2 separate regions of the Mus musculus genome follow, and region 1 is linked to region 2. The links are chromatin contacts, called in public Hi-C maps. All regions are on one chromosome and are shown on one strand. The core of a region is the stretch at or near the end of the contact, and the rest is flanking DNA. Distances in the headings are between cores, read along the strand shown.

Region 1 (6,809 bases), core at 4,276-6,775, 430 kb before region 2:
CATTCCGAGCCGAGGCCTCACATTCCCATCTGCTACCTGCTCCTCTCTTTACCTAAGCTCTCAGAAGTCAGATCCCCAGGCCACCCAACACCTGGCACTCCTTCCCCTTCTAGCCCCAGCTCTTCTGACCAGACCCTCTCACCTTCATAGGCTCCACTGGGAACTACCACTGCACACCTGTGACACTCAGCTGGGCTCTGCTGACAGAATGAGTACAGAATTTCTGTTCACAAAACAAGACTCTGTCAGCAGCCACCATACACTCAGCAGTTAAGTCAACTCGTGTTTATTGAGATCAGCAATGCTTCCAGGAACCCTGACATTGAGACTCAATCTGCGAGAGCGTGCGTGCGCGCGCGTGTGTGTGTGTGTGTGTGTGTGTGTGTGTGTGTGTGCATACTCTGCAGAGCGGGGGTGGGGTAGGGGCTTTTTTTTCAGCATAACCATGTATAGTGAGAATGTAGCCCTGTGAAAACGGCAACAACTAGAGTTGAACCTAGCAAGAGGCTTAGATCCTACCCTCCTGCATTCAAACCTCCCAGCTGCCCAAGGCTTCAAATAAGCCACAGGAAGTGTGGTTCTCAGCCAAGATGTCATCTTATCCCTCAGAAGGATGAATATGGTTGCTTCTGCACTGCTTACATGAAATGAAATCCAAGCTGGGCGTGGTGGGGCATGCCTTTAATCCTAGCACTTGGGAGGCAGAGGCAGGTGGATTTCTGAGTTTGAGGCCAGCCTGGTCTACAAAGTGAGTTCCAGGACAGCCAGGGCTACACAGAGAAACCCTGTCCCGTAAAAAAACAAAAACAAAAAAAGAAAAAATGAAATCCAAAGTATGCAGTAACAGGTACGTTTGGTGTTTTTTTTTAAAGTCAGTATATACATACAATAGGTTATTTAACCATTAAAAAAAAATCCAAAAACAAAAACAAACAAACAAACAAAAATCCAAGCAACATGGAACCAAAGGCACTGTTAAGTGAATTAAACAGGTAGAGACACAAATGCCACATGCATCTGCATCTGTATGTGAAAGCTCTCCGAGTTGATCTGATGGAAGCAGAAGGCAGATCGTGGTAACGAGACAGGAAAGACCAGGAAGAGACAGGAGTATTGGATACCTTCCACCACACATGTGTGCGTAAGAGTTGGCAATAACAGAGTTCATCTTTTATAAGGAACCATGAGAGGAGTGTAAATACCATCCCATACAAAGAAATTATCAACACTTAAGAAAAGGAAATGGTAATTACCAGATAGGATCATTATACATCTATATATCCAATTATACTATACTCCATAGATAGACCATTTTTAAAAAGGAAGAATAGCCGGGCGTGGTGGCGCACCGCCTTTAATCCCAGTACTCGGGAGGCAGAGGCAGGCTCATTTCTGAGTTTGAGACCAGCCTGGTCTACAAAGTGAGCTCCAGGACAGCCAGGGCTACACAGAGAAACCCTGTCTCAAAAAACCAAAAAAAAAAAAAAAAAAAAAAAAAAAAAAAAAAGGAAGAAAATTTAGTTCCAGCACTCAGAAGGCAGAGGCAGCGGGGTTGAGAGTTCAATGCCAGTCTGGTATATATCAAGTTCCAAACCAGGAAAAACTACATAGTGAAACACTGTCTCAAAAACAAAAAAGCCAAACCAACAAAAATATTTTAAAAAGAGCACTGGCTTCCTTCAAACAGCCTTCTTTCCATTGTAGACGAGCATCAGAAGTCACCAAGAGCAGGGCAGAGAAACACCAAGGTTATGTGTGGGGGCTGCATCTGGACACAGTGCTATAAATAATCTGATGGTGGCTGATTCCTGTAAAACTGGCCAAGTAAAACAACACTTCCAGGTGTGGGGCAGGAACTCAGCTAGGAGCCCAAAACAAGCCCACATCCCAGTAGGAGCAGGGAGAGCTTATGTACCTTTCTGTCTATCTATCCAGCCACAGGGTAGGTGGAGTCATCTGTAGACAGCACTGTCCTGTCTAGGAGCTGGGGGACTCCCTCACTCTGCACAGCACTTCATCTCAAAGGGCACTGCTGTACATCTAGAGCATGCTCAGAACACAGGGATAAGGAGTAGTGAACAGGGTGGCTCTTGTGGGATGTCTGGGACATTGTTCACCCACCATGGGATACCTAGCTACAACTCTCAGTCTCCTTATGTTTTAGAATTCTTCTCTGTTTTCTGAGGGTCTAAGTTCCTCAGATAAGCTGATTCTAGCTTCCAAGAAGAGGAGTTAACAGATTTTAAAGATACTGAAACAAGTTTGGGGGCTGCCTCCTTTAGATGGGAGACAAGTTGGCCTCACAGCATTACAATAAAGACTAAATGCAAAACTAGACTGGGTCAGGGACTCTCGGGGTCCAGGGGAGCTCTCCTTGGCCAGGTGCTCCTGGATATAGGGTTAGACCTCAACCAAGCAGGGTTTGGAGGGAGCAGCTAAGGCAGGCTTCAGTTCCCATGCTAGGGCTTCTGAGCACACCTAACTAAGCACAGCTGTGCTTAGTTGTGGGCTGCCGTGGGGCCACTGGTGGCTGGCTTGATGTGGAAGGCAGGAGACAGTGGCATGGTACTCAACAAAACTGTTTTGAATAACTTCTTCGAGATCCTGGCAGAAGAGTTCATAATCGCCAGGCAAGGTACCTATTTCGGTAGGGAGCGAGCCAGGCCCAAGCCAGGCCTATCAGTCAACTGAGGTTCTCACAGACAGAGCTGAGATTGTCCTAATAGTGTTCACAGTGGAAGACATACAATCACCCAGCTGAGCCAAAAAAGCAGTCTAGTAGTCGTGGAGAGCCATCGAAGGTTCCAGGTTGGAGCCAGGAACCCAGTGGAAGTCTGTCCTGAGTGGCCAAGGGTCTGGTATGCATCCAGCTGGAGGGCTCCTTTCTGCAGGCTTACTGGCAGCAGAGTCATTAATTCCACTGTTCCACTCCACGGTGATGCATACACATGTGGGGTTCCCACAGGAGGGCCTCTCAGACCAGGAATCCGCCAAGGGATCATGTCGTGAAGTCCCATCGTCTGCTGCCAAGGATGTGCGTTGGTGAAACTGGCTGCCATCTGGACAGGGTTGCCAGGGCTCTGCCAATGGTACCTGCCACGAAGCCTGCCAGGAGCGAAGGAAGGACGGGCCCATAGAAGACCTGGTGTGGACAGAAGAGGCAGGCACAGCACAATAGGCCAAGAAGCAGCTGGGCAGGGTGTGGCAGAATGCCATTCCAGGTAAATGTCGAGGACCAGGGGAGCTGAGGCAGTGAGAGTCGAGGGACTGTCAGATGCAGGCCATCATCCAAGGAAATCTGTCCAAAAACAAGGTAAGGAAGAGCAGGGACCAGGCTCAACCATCACCTCTGACTGGCAGGAGGAGGCAGCGGGCAGAAAACCCTAAGGGACCCGACTAACTGCTCTGAATTGGGGGAGGGACCAGAGGCTGGCCCTGGAGTTTGGAAATAAGACAAATGCTGCCTACAACTTCCAAGGTGTAATGACAGATGTTGTCAATCCAGATCAGAACATCAGGGAATTTTGGGGCAATGACAGCAGCAACTGTCATTTGTCCCATTTGTACTGAATGCTGACCACACACCACCCACAAATTGGGTACTATTATCATTGGCAAGAAGAACGGCAAAGTGATGTGTATGCAGTCACACACCAACTAGTAAATGATAGTAGAGGAACAGAACCTGGCTGCAGAGACGAGCTTAGCCACAGATCACTTTGAAGGTTACGGACTACCCTTCTACTACTTCAGAGTGGAGTGAGTGGGCTCTGGCTGCCTCAGCACTGTAAACTAATAAGAACAGAGCACACCAAAACACCCCTGCACACACAGCACCAGGCACACCTGGCAGACAGAGGCATTACAAAACTGTCTTGCTTATCTGTCTCCTCCTGCTCCCAGCATTTCCAGAGAGACCACCTGCAGGCAAAGCTACCCAATCCTGAGCACCTGTCCCTCGTCTTCATCCCAGTCAATAGCCAAGCACCCTCACCTCCACAAGTGAAATTCTGATTCCACTTGGAGGCCTCCTCCTGTGACCTCCAGCACACAGGCTGAGCCTGGAAAGTGCCTTCTGTGGTTGGATCTATCTGTATTCCAAGCTATGGTCACCAGAGGCCAGGCAAGGAAGGAGGACAAGGAACCCACCTGGACTCTCACACTCTGCTCCAATCTCTCTAGGGAGGGAAGCCCACCACTTGGAGAGCTCCTCTCAACTCTCTTCATCCCTATACACCTAGCCCAATTCTCCGCAACTCTCTCCTAGGAGCACCAAGTTCTGCACATGCCTTCACACCTGGCTTTCCATGTGTTTACCCCAAATCCAGAGTCAGTTTCTCCAAAAAGGCATAGCAAGGTTCATCTTTCACCAGCACCTCCCAACTGGCTTGTAACACTCAGCTGTCAGCACCCCCAGTACCTACTTCTACCACCCAAGCATTTCAGAACATCTCTGGTAGACCCTTGACTCACACCTGAAAGCCCAGCCCTTGACCTGGGATTCCCACCATAATTATCAGCCAGACCCAGTCTCTCAGTGAGTAATTCCCACAAGCCAGGCCCCACTCCCCAAAGTTAGGCTGCCCACAAACACCATGTTGCATGCCCAGAGCCCATGTGCCACCAAGACCTCTTGCCCCAACTTCGAACCTTAGATTTTATCTGCCTACCTGAGTGCCCCTGACAACCTAGGAAAAGAGCCCCTACCCCTGCGCGAGCAGTCAACTTCTGCTGCTTCCTTACTGAGATAGTCACTAGCTTTTTGAGCTTCATGATCATCCATCCCATGCTGAGGTCTCATGCCCTCAGCATGCCTGTCTGTTGAATTCTCTCGCTTCTCTCCGCCTTCCCTGCCTGGCACTAGGTAATTTCGTTCCTTTTCCCGGGCTGGACAACAATCTAGAAGAAGACGCAGGGCCGCGGCGCACGGTACTCTTCCTCCGAAGTTCTCTGCTCCCGAGACCCAGGAGACCCGGGAACAGAACATGCCCAAAGCCACCATGTGAGTGGAGGACAGACTACCTGCACCGCCCGCCCGCCAGAAACGCCATGCAGGACATTCAGCTCTTAAGCTCCGGGACAACTAAGTCCACCTACCTAGGACTGCGCCAGGAGGGGCCGCCAGGATCAGAGGCTCCGCTGGAGAACACCAGGCAGAGGGGCTTCTTCCGAGGGCAGGATCCCACCGCCACCTGCAAAGGGAAGAGCGAGATCAGGTGAGCGGGGACGGGACTCTTCAAGACAGGGCCCCTACGCCGGCTCCCCACCTCACGCCTCCACACAGACCCCGCCGCGAAGATCCGAGCCTAACGCAACCGGACCCGAGGGTCTTGCTGCCACCTCGTCGGCCACGCCCCCTCGGCGTGCGCGGCCACCCCCGACGTACCGGCTCTGGCGCTCCGCACGCCCCAAGTTAGCCTTCCCGCGGGGCTGCGCGCGCACGTTCGGCCCACCGCGCCTGCGCCGTAAACAGCGAGGCCTCCATCTCGCAGAGGGTCACACCGCGCCAGCGCGCCAGCGCGGAGGCTGATGGGAGCGCGCGCACCGTACTAAGTGGAGAGGCCCGGTGCGCAGGTGCTGGGTGGTCCTGGGTCCCACTGGAGCAGGCAGGGGGCGGTTCTCATGCGTTGTGAGTCCTGGAGGACTACCCAGAGCCGGCTTGGGTCTAAAGGCTAAGGGCGTCATCAGGCCTCCGGTACTGAGTGGCTGCTGAGCCTTCGGGCCTGGGGAGTATTTCTCTCTGAGTGGCAAGTGTCTGTCTTTTTGTGTGTGTTTTGTCCCTCCTCTTCAATGCCTAGCAGCTACAGGCAAGCAAGCTAGCGCGCTACGCAGCACTGTCACTTTAGAGAGGCCAGGAAATGAGCCTGTGTGCCCCTCACATGCATATGCATGGCTTGTCCCTGTAGCTCCTCTGTGTTCTTGTAGTGTCATCCATCCCACAACCAGGACATGTGTTTAGATGGGTCTTGGACCACGAACAGAAGGCTTTGCTGCATCCCATCTGAAAGCAAGCACACACATGACACACCACCTCCCTGTTTTCCCTGCTCTGATGACTCCTTTCATGAAAGATCTCTGAAATGTTATCTGCATTTACACCCAAACGCACTGGCTTTGATCCTTGAAAGGGGAATCAAAGATCACATTGTACCTTCCAAGGGTCTGTGGGCCTTTCAGTAGCTCGGGCCAAAAGCAATAAAAGTGGCACCCAGCCAGGAAACACCTCCTTGAAGTGTGAATGAAACTTAGCTTTTTTTTTTTTTTTTTCAGTTGTATCTTTTCTAATTGACCTGATAATTTAAACTTCCTCCCTTAAGGGAAGGGTTGTTTCTGTGAATTCCAATCACCCTCAGGCCCAAGCAGCTTTAGCCAGTTAATAGTGAACAGCAGGCTTGTGCAAAAGACTACCCAACTGTCGGCCTTTTTCCAAACTGCCTTTTGGGGGTTTTCTTGTTTTTTTTTTTTTTTTTTGGTTTTTCGAGACAGGGTTTCTCTGTGTAGCCTTGGTTGTCCTGGAACTCACTTTTTAGACCAGGCTGCCCTCGAACTCAGAAATCCACCTGCCTCTGCCTCCCAAATGCTGGGATTAAAGGTGTGCGCCACGCCCGGCCACCTTTTGGGTTTTATTTTAGGGCATCACCTCAAATGTCCACGACAAAAGTTAACATAGTAACCATTGTAAAGCATACAGTTCAGTAGTAATATTAATAAATGTATTCTCGAGGCTGTGCAACTATTGCCACCATATCCAAAACTATTTCATCACACTAGAAACTATCCATTAAGCACTGACTCCTCGTCTCCAAACC
Region 2 (7,673 bases), core at 37-2,536:
TAATAAATAAATAAATCTAAAAAAAAAAATTATTAAAAAAAAAAAAAAAAAAAAGAAAAAGCACAGCCACTCAAACATTTGGTGAAGAACTAAAGCTCTCGGAGAACAAGAGACTTCTCAACACATTCTGAGGCATTACCTTCATCCCCACACAAATATTACAAGATGCATTCCTAGAATACAATTCCTTTCTGGGATTTAGAAATCAATGTCTCACGAGAGTAACAGCAAAACCATCTGATCATCTCCACAGGAACTGCAAAAGATTTCAACAAAATCCAACACCTATCTCTAATGGGAAAATCCTGTCTGGCAGCACACAGGCATTGCCAGAAAGGCAGAGTATGTTTGCATGTAAATGTAGCCCAATATAGAAAACCTGCTTAGCAGGTGAGAAGCCCTGGGTTCAGTCCTCAGTTTCAAAATCCAAAGCAATAACAAAGCCCAAAGATCTATAACGTAGCATGGGGACATCGTCACACTATTCTTTCCTAAAATGTTTGAACCGAGTCAAGCTTGAACAAATAAAATGGAAAGGAGATCTGATGGTACAACGGAAGATGCCTAGTATAATTTATAGGAGGAGGTGATCAAGCCTGATACTCAATGGGAAGGTGCTGGAATAATGGATTATCTCTGTGGTAGCACACAGCTATCAACAGACCTACAAGCAGCGAGGTCCATCAAGCCTAGGAGGATGTGGGTACTCTAGGGAACGCGAGTAAGAAGTTTCTGGACAGCAGACTAAAAGGATCAGCATGGCTCTGCACCCCCTGACCCGAGGCTCCCGCGGCTAGGGACGCCCTAGGGAAGGTCCCGTCGCCCCCTGCACCTCGGTGTTCGTTCTGCAGCCGCAGTCTCTGGTTGTAGAGGCTCTTCTCAGTGAGGTGCTGAATCTCCAGAAGACCCTGCACGATTTCAAACACCGTTCCGTCGAGCAGCGCCAGGGCCAAGTCGCTGAGCGTGGTGTAGGACAGGCGCTGCTGAAAGGAGCTGCGGGTAGATCGCCGGGTGAGCGCGGCCGCGGCCCTGGCCCCGGCTCCGGCCCCGGCCCCGGCCCCGGTCCTCCCGCCGCCCGTCGCCGCGCACCTGGGCAGCTCCTTGACCAGGCTCTGTAGTGCTGACAGCAGCTGGTAGTGCCGCTCCTGCTGCCGGGCCCGATCCGCCGCCTCATCCCCGGCGGCCGCATAGCGGTCCATCGCGCGGTTTACCGCGCGGTCCCCCGCCGCCCCTCTACTCGGTCTCCTAGGGTGCCCCGGCGCGCCCCGCCCCCTCACGTCATTCTCCAGCGCGAACGACGCATGCGCCCCGCCCCTCCGGTCGGTCTCCGGCCGTTCACCGTGGTGCGTCAGGCACAATAAGACGCGCTCCACCCACCAGGGAGACTGCTTGTAAGCGCTTTGTCCTAGGGAGAAGAAATAGGGGCTCGCTGAGCTCCCAAGTGGTGCTGACCTTGGAGGTGCGCGCCCAGGGCTCTGCATTCTGGTGTTTTAAAGAAGCAACTCTGGCCTGCTGGGTGTTTTAAAGAAGCCAGTCTGGCCTGCGCCTAGTGTGCGCAGACTGAGGCCACTGGAAGCTGGACACTCCCAGCGGGTTGTGATCCACCCTGGGGGACCTCAGGAAAACAGTACGGAGGAGAGCCAGCTTCTCTTTAGGGTTCTTATTCTCATTAATAAAAGACTTTAGGACAATTTTATTAGCGTTAAAGGATACCCCACCCCCACAAGGAAACCTCAGCGACTGCCTGGAAGTGGAGAGTAGATGAGAAAAGAGTCTTGTGAAGTTGAATTCATGCTGGCTCAACAGTCCTTTACCTACTGAGCCAGCCCCAGCCCCTGACAGTGTCCACATTCATAATTTAGTTTGCAGCATGAATAAGAGAAATGACACCTTCCTACAGCGTTTTTTTAAATAAAAATTACATTCCCTGATGTGCCATCTTTTTCCCTTTTATTACTATTTTAAAAATATAACTCTGTTGAATCATCCTGGTTACTTTCTTTTTGTTTTCCCTTTTGCCACGATAAGCTCTGAAGTAGTGAATTCAGATCTGGGTAACATAAATTACAGTGAAGAAACCTTGTGAAGTTTGAATGCAAATGACCCCATAGCCTCAGATATTTGGAAACTTGGTCCCCAGTTGGTGGAATTACTAAGGAAGGATTAGGAGGTGTGGCTTTATTGGAGAAAGAGTGTCACTGAGGGCTGGTTTTGAGATTTTAAAACATACACCATCCATACATTCTCTGTCTGTCTGTCTGTCTCTGTATGTCTGTCTCTGTATGTCTCTCTACCTCTGTCTCTGTGTCTCTCTTTGTCTCTCTCTCTCTCTGTGTCTCTGTCTGTCTCTTTCTGACTCTCTGTCTCTCTGTGTGAGTGTGTCTGTCTGTCTGTCTGTCTGTCTGTCTGTCTCTTTCTCTTGTCTCATCACTACCAGCACCACCTCATGCTTTTGAATTAAGATATAAGCTATCAGCTACTTCCCCAGGGCCATACCTGCCTACCTGGCTGGTGCCATGCTCTCTACCATGGTGGTCCTGGAGTCACCTTCTGAAGCTGTAAGACCCCCAACAAACCCTTCTGTAAGTTGCCTTGTTCATGGTGTCCTCGCAGCAATAGAAAAGCCTCTGAAACACCTGTGCATGGAGAAATAATTTGCATGAATAAATATACTCCAAAGTAACTGTAATTTAATGTTGACAGTATACCAAATTATGGTGAATCATTTAAATCAGACATTTAAAAGTCACGATCTGCAGCTGGGGATGTAGCTTAGTTGGTAGAGCGTTGCCTAGCATTCAAGATGCAGTGGGGTTCTATGTGCAGTATCACAGAAACCAGGCATGGTGGCGCATGTCTGTGATTCCAGTACTCAGGAATTGTAGGCATGGTCGGATGCGCAGGGGCATCTTTGGCTACATAGTGAGTTCCAGGCTGGCCTGAGATGCAGTAGACCCTGGCTCCAAAAGAAAGTCATTAATTGTTCACATACTCAACTCTGGATATTGGAGTGTGAGCAATCCTTGAACATCTTTTTAGCACACCAATTAGGATACAAACAGATCCTAAACAGGGACACATGCCTGAAACACATAGTATTAGTGTGTACCCCACAATGTCCCGTAGGCCACATATTACAGCCTATGACAGCTGAGAAGGATGAAGGCTAGAGCAACCATGGTACCATGCCATCTGTGATATCACATGACAGCTAATGGAAGATACATGCCTCTGACATATCATGTCACTAAATCATGTAAGACATCGTATGACAGCTGGGAGGATGGATGGAGACTGCCATATTACGTAATGATTCTCCACAGTGACCCAGAGGAGACTAGAGAGCACTGTGCTGTGTCACATCAGGCCGTTGTGCATATGTGGCACATTAAGATGATCAGGAGTGGAGGCCAGAGTTAATAGCTTTTTCCCTGTTGCTTAGTATGGCAGTCCAGAGATGGCATGCAGACAGTGAGCCACAGTCTGCCATAGGGATAAGGTGATGTCACCTGTGATATTGTGATGCCAGGGCTGCAATCTGTCCTTATGAGAATAAGGAATGTGTTTCTTCTCAGCTGTTAGACCAAGGAGGCTGTAAGCATATCAGGTCTGGGCCTTCAACCTATATAAAATGTCATGTACAATATAAGATGGAATACAGGCCTGAGATCTCTCTCTCTCTCTAAATATATATATATATATATATATATATATATATATATATATATATATATATATCAGCTGAGAAGAGAGAGGCATCAGTCACATGTCACTGTGTAATACATGGTACTACCCAACAGCTCAGAGAAGGCTCAAATTGGCTTGCACCATGTTACATATGATATATGACAACTGAGGCACATTTTTTTGTCAGTTTGTGTCACTACATAACACATCTAATATATAATACTTATCTAATAATTATAAGAGCTCACAGATGGACCAGACCTTGATTCATGTTACAGTGTTACTGAGGATGTCATGTAACATCAAAGATCATAAACCTCAGATGCACTATGTCACTGTGGCATATACCAAACCCTGCAGTGACTTAAAGAGGGGACATTCATCCTATTCATGTCACATATGTGTCACACAGCTTATGGGAGAGGATACACTCACCACTCACTTAGACTGTGTTGTCATGTGACAGCAGAGCAGGTGCATTAGGACAGCTGCTGATGGGACTGTGGAGACTAGAGGCACACTTGGTCACTGTGGATTATGAAATACCATACAGCAGCCAAAGGTATTGGAAAGCAAGTCGTGCTATATTGTTGGGCTGTGCACATAAGACTGGTCTCTGTACTGAGAACATCAGACTTCCTGAATGACTGGGTGCAGGTTAAATCTATGAATCATTTTGTTCAGCAGCATACACTGTGTGTAAGACATTGGTCATCTATGTGTGTGTGTGTGTGTGTGTGTGTGTGGTGAGGTATCAGCACACACACACACACATATATATATATATACAAATATGTATGTGCATTATAAATATATTTAATCTGTGTTTAAGTACATGAGTGATTGAGATTGAAACACTGTGCTTAGAAAGATAGGGTTCCAGTACTGCATTATCTATCTGTCTGTCTGTCTGTCTATGTATTATAAGACAGGGTCTCTGTGTATAGCCTTGGTTGTCCTGGAACTCACTATGCAGTCCAGGCTGGCCTGAGACTCACAGAGATCCTCGGGCCTCTGCCTTCCAAATACTGTACTTAGCAGCATTTGCCACATTGGTCAGGAAGCCTCACTTCATCCCCATGAATGCTTAGCATTGTCCATCTGACACTGTCTATCCATACAGGTCTCATCTTTGTGTTTATTAAGGGGCAGATTTGTGAATGACTTTATATTGCACTTTCTCTATAAAACCAGCCTCACAGAAGGTGGTGTGGGTACGAAGTCTTCATATACAAGACTGTGCGAGTGGAACACTGACTTGAGGCGATGCTGTGTCTACAAGTTTCCCACAGTGAGCACCACTAGACTTAGCTGACTTAGGTGCTGTTGTTATCTCAGAGGAACACTGTATTTAGCTATGTGTGGTGTACATAATACATACTTTGGGGATATGCTTTTTAACTCTCTTTAACAGCTTGGTGTGTGAATAACAAAGCATATTATCATCTCTGAGAAAGACTTTCTTAAGCATTGTACACTGCATGTAACATTTTGCTCAATGACACTTGTTTTAAATGCTATCTACCAGATAGATGTATGAGTTACAGAATCCCACAGCCTCTGAGAATAGTTCCCAGTAGATGATGACACAAGTGTTCAGTGTATGTCAGCAGCTCGTCACCTGGGCTAGACGGCCTCCGGAGTCTTCTGAGTGGGTAGTTTGTGATCTGGAAGGTATAGGTTGGTGTATTTAAAGTGTCGTAGGAGGGGAAAGCCCTGCCAACTGAGAATACTATACACAACAAAAATTTTCATTATTCTGGAGATGAAATTAAAATATTCCTAGATGGAGGTGCAGCTCAGTGGTAAAGCCTACCATCTTTGTCACGGTGGCTGTGCAGGCACAATGACCAGAAAAGAAAGCACATAACCGAGGGCTTGCTTAGACTTTAGTCCATTGCTGAGCACTACATTTTCATCTGTAAGGAGAGAAGGGGGGAGGGAGGGAGAGGGAGAAGGAGAGGGAAATGAAGAGGGAGAGAGAGAATTCGAGAACAACAGTCTAGCATGGGCTTTTGAACCTCAAAGCTCACCTCCAGTGAGACACTTATTCCAACAATGCCACACCTCCTAATCCTTCTAATTCTTTCAAAGAGTCCCTCTCCCTGGTGGCTAAGCATTCAAATGTATGAGCCTATGGGGGCCTGTGGCAGGATTTTCCCTGTCCAATTACATTAGTGCAAAAGAGATCTGTGATTGGACAGGGAAAAGGGAGGCAGAGCTAAGAATTGCAGAGAGAGGGAGAGGGAGAGGGGGGAGGGGAGGGGGAGGGAGAGGTAGAGAGAGAGAAAAAAACTGTCTCAGGGTAGGAGAAGGAAGATGGCTTCGAACATGAACCTGCATGGCATTTTCCAGCCACAAGTAGCTATGATTTCACAAGGTTAGAAATATTGGGATAAAGCTTTTATCATTATCAATTGGCTCTGAAATTATTGTATTGGCATCTTATAAATTGTGATATTCTAATTGGTTAACTTATAAACTTAAGAGTTTTAATTCTACCGGTTAATTGGGTAATGTGATGGCTGACCATGGGGTGCGTGGGCGTTGTTTGGTAGTGAGAGGAACTCAGTGGCTGCCTGCCAGAAAGATGGCATGCAGAGGGACCGCCCAGTGAAATGGTTGTCGGAGCCCTGTGGCCCGCAGGGCTGGAGAGTTGGCTGGCCGAGAGAGAGTTGGCTGGCCGAGAGAGACCATTAGAGTGAGATCACCAGATGGGAGCCCTGTGGCCCGTCGTTGCTGGCACTAGTGTGGGAACTTATCGATTCATTTGTTTAAAAAAATATTTCCTGCAACAGGGGCCATTCTCATTCAAACCATCATACCTACTATGTATAAGTTTCTAGGTTCAGTCATTAGAACCACCAAAAAAAAAAAAAAAAAAAAAAAAAAAAAACTAAATTAAAAAAATGAAAGAAAAGAAATTAAGATATCCCCAGCTAAGCAAAAGCTGAAAAAGTTTATTACTATTAAACAGGATGAATAAGCAGTGCTGTAGGCAACACCAGCACAGACAAGACCAACTGTGGGTAAAGGGAAATAGACATGAACCCCAAGGGTGCAGACGTGGCACACATGCCTCAAAGCAACTAACATCTAAGAGAGCAGCCATGCCTGGTCCTGAAACCCAGACAGTTATCCAGGGCCGGTGAAATCATGGACCTTGGAGGAGAATCTATAGTCACTGCTTTTCTAAATCAGAATAATCTAACTAAATTACAAATAATTGTCCTTATACCCACAGATAAGAGGAGTCCTCACCCTGCATCAAGGAAACTTCTCTTTGCCGTAGATGGAGACCATTGCAGAAAACTACAACAGATCACAATACGGAGTTGTGGAACCCAGACTCAAGCGTAGCAACTATTTATGAAAAAGATAGCTCAAGAAAAAAAATTTTTGTTTGAGATAGGGTTTCTCCATGTAGCCCTGGCTGTCCTGGAACTCACTCTGTAGACCAGGCCAGCCTCTGGTTCAGAGATCTACCCACCTCTGCCTCCCAAGTGCTGGGATTAAAGGTGCATGCTACTAATTCTGGCTTTTAAGAGGCCATAAATTTGAAAGAGAGCAAAGAGGGACATGCAGGAAAATTTGTAGGGAGGAAAAGGATGAAGGAAATGTAATCTCAAAAAATAAAATAAATAATTAAAAAATTTTTGAGTCGGGGCTCTGTTTTAGAACTTGCTATGTAGACCAGGCTGGCTTTGAACTCACAGAAATGCACCTGCCCCTGCCTCCCAAGTGCTGGAATTAATGGTGGGTGCCTCTGCTGCACCTGGTCAACTGTTGAAGAGTTCTTCAGGTCTTGATGTTTACTGACACTGCACTGTCAGCCTCCTGAAAATAAACGCAAACATGGCCACAGAGGGCAAGCCTTCTCAGCTCTCTTCATTTGCAAAGCTCAGGGCACAGGCCTTCCTCTCCTGGACTGATGTCTGTCAAGATACTGTTTACCTTATTACCAGTTTCAGAGAGGAGCTAAACTC

What was found. Hi-C and Micro-C count contacts between places; a contact is called where the count stands out from the background.
Region 1: a contact with region 2 is called in a Hi-C map of CD4 T cells, with 5 times the contacts expected there. The contact joins the promoter of Gnb1l here to the promoter of Dgcr6 in region 2.

What each region holds. Positions count from the first base shown.
Region 1 is chr16:18,497,429-18,504,237 of GRCm38.p6, reverse strand. Gnb1l (guanine nucleotide binding protein (G protein), beta polypeptide 1-like) reads right to left here and starts at 5,525. Exons shown (of 8, transcript NM_001081682.2): 1 at 5,387-5,525; 2 at 5,098-5,192.
Region 2 is chr16:18,060,016-18,067,688 of GRCm38.p6, reverse strand. It overlaps Dgcr6 (DiGeorge syndrome critical region gene 6), which reads right to left and starts at 1,286. Exons shown (of 5, transcript NM_001289814.1): 1 at 1,090-1,286; 2 at 833-993. The coding sequence starts at 1,199.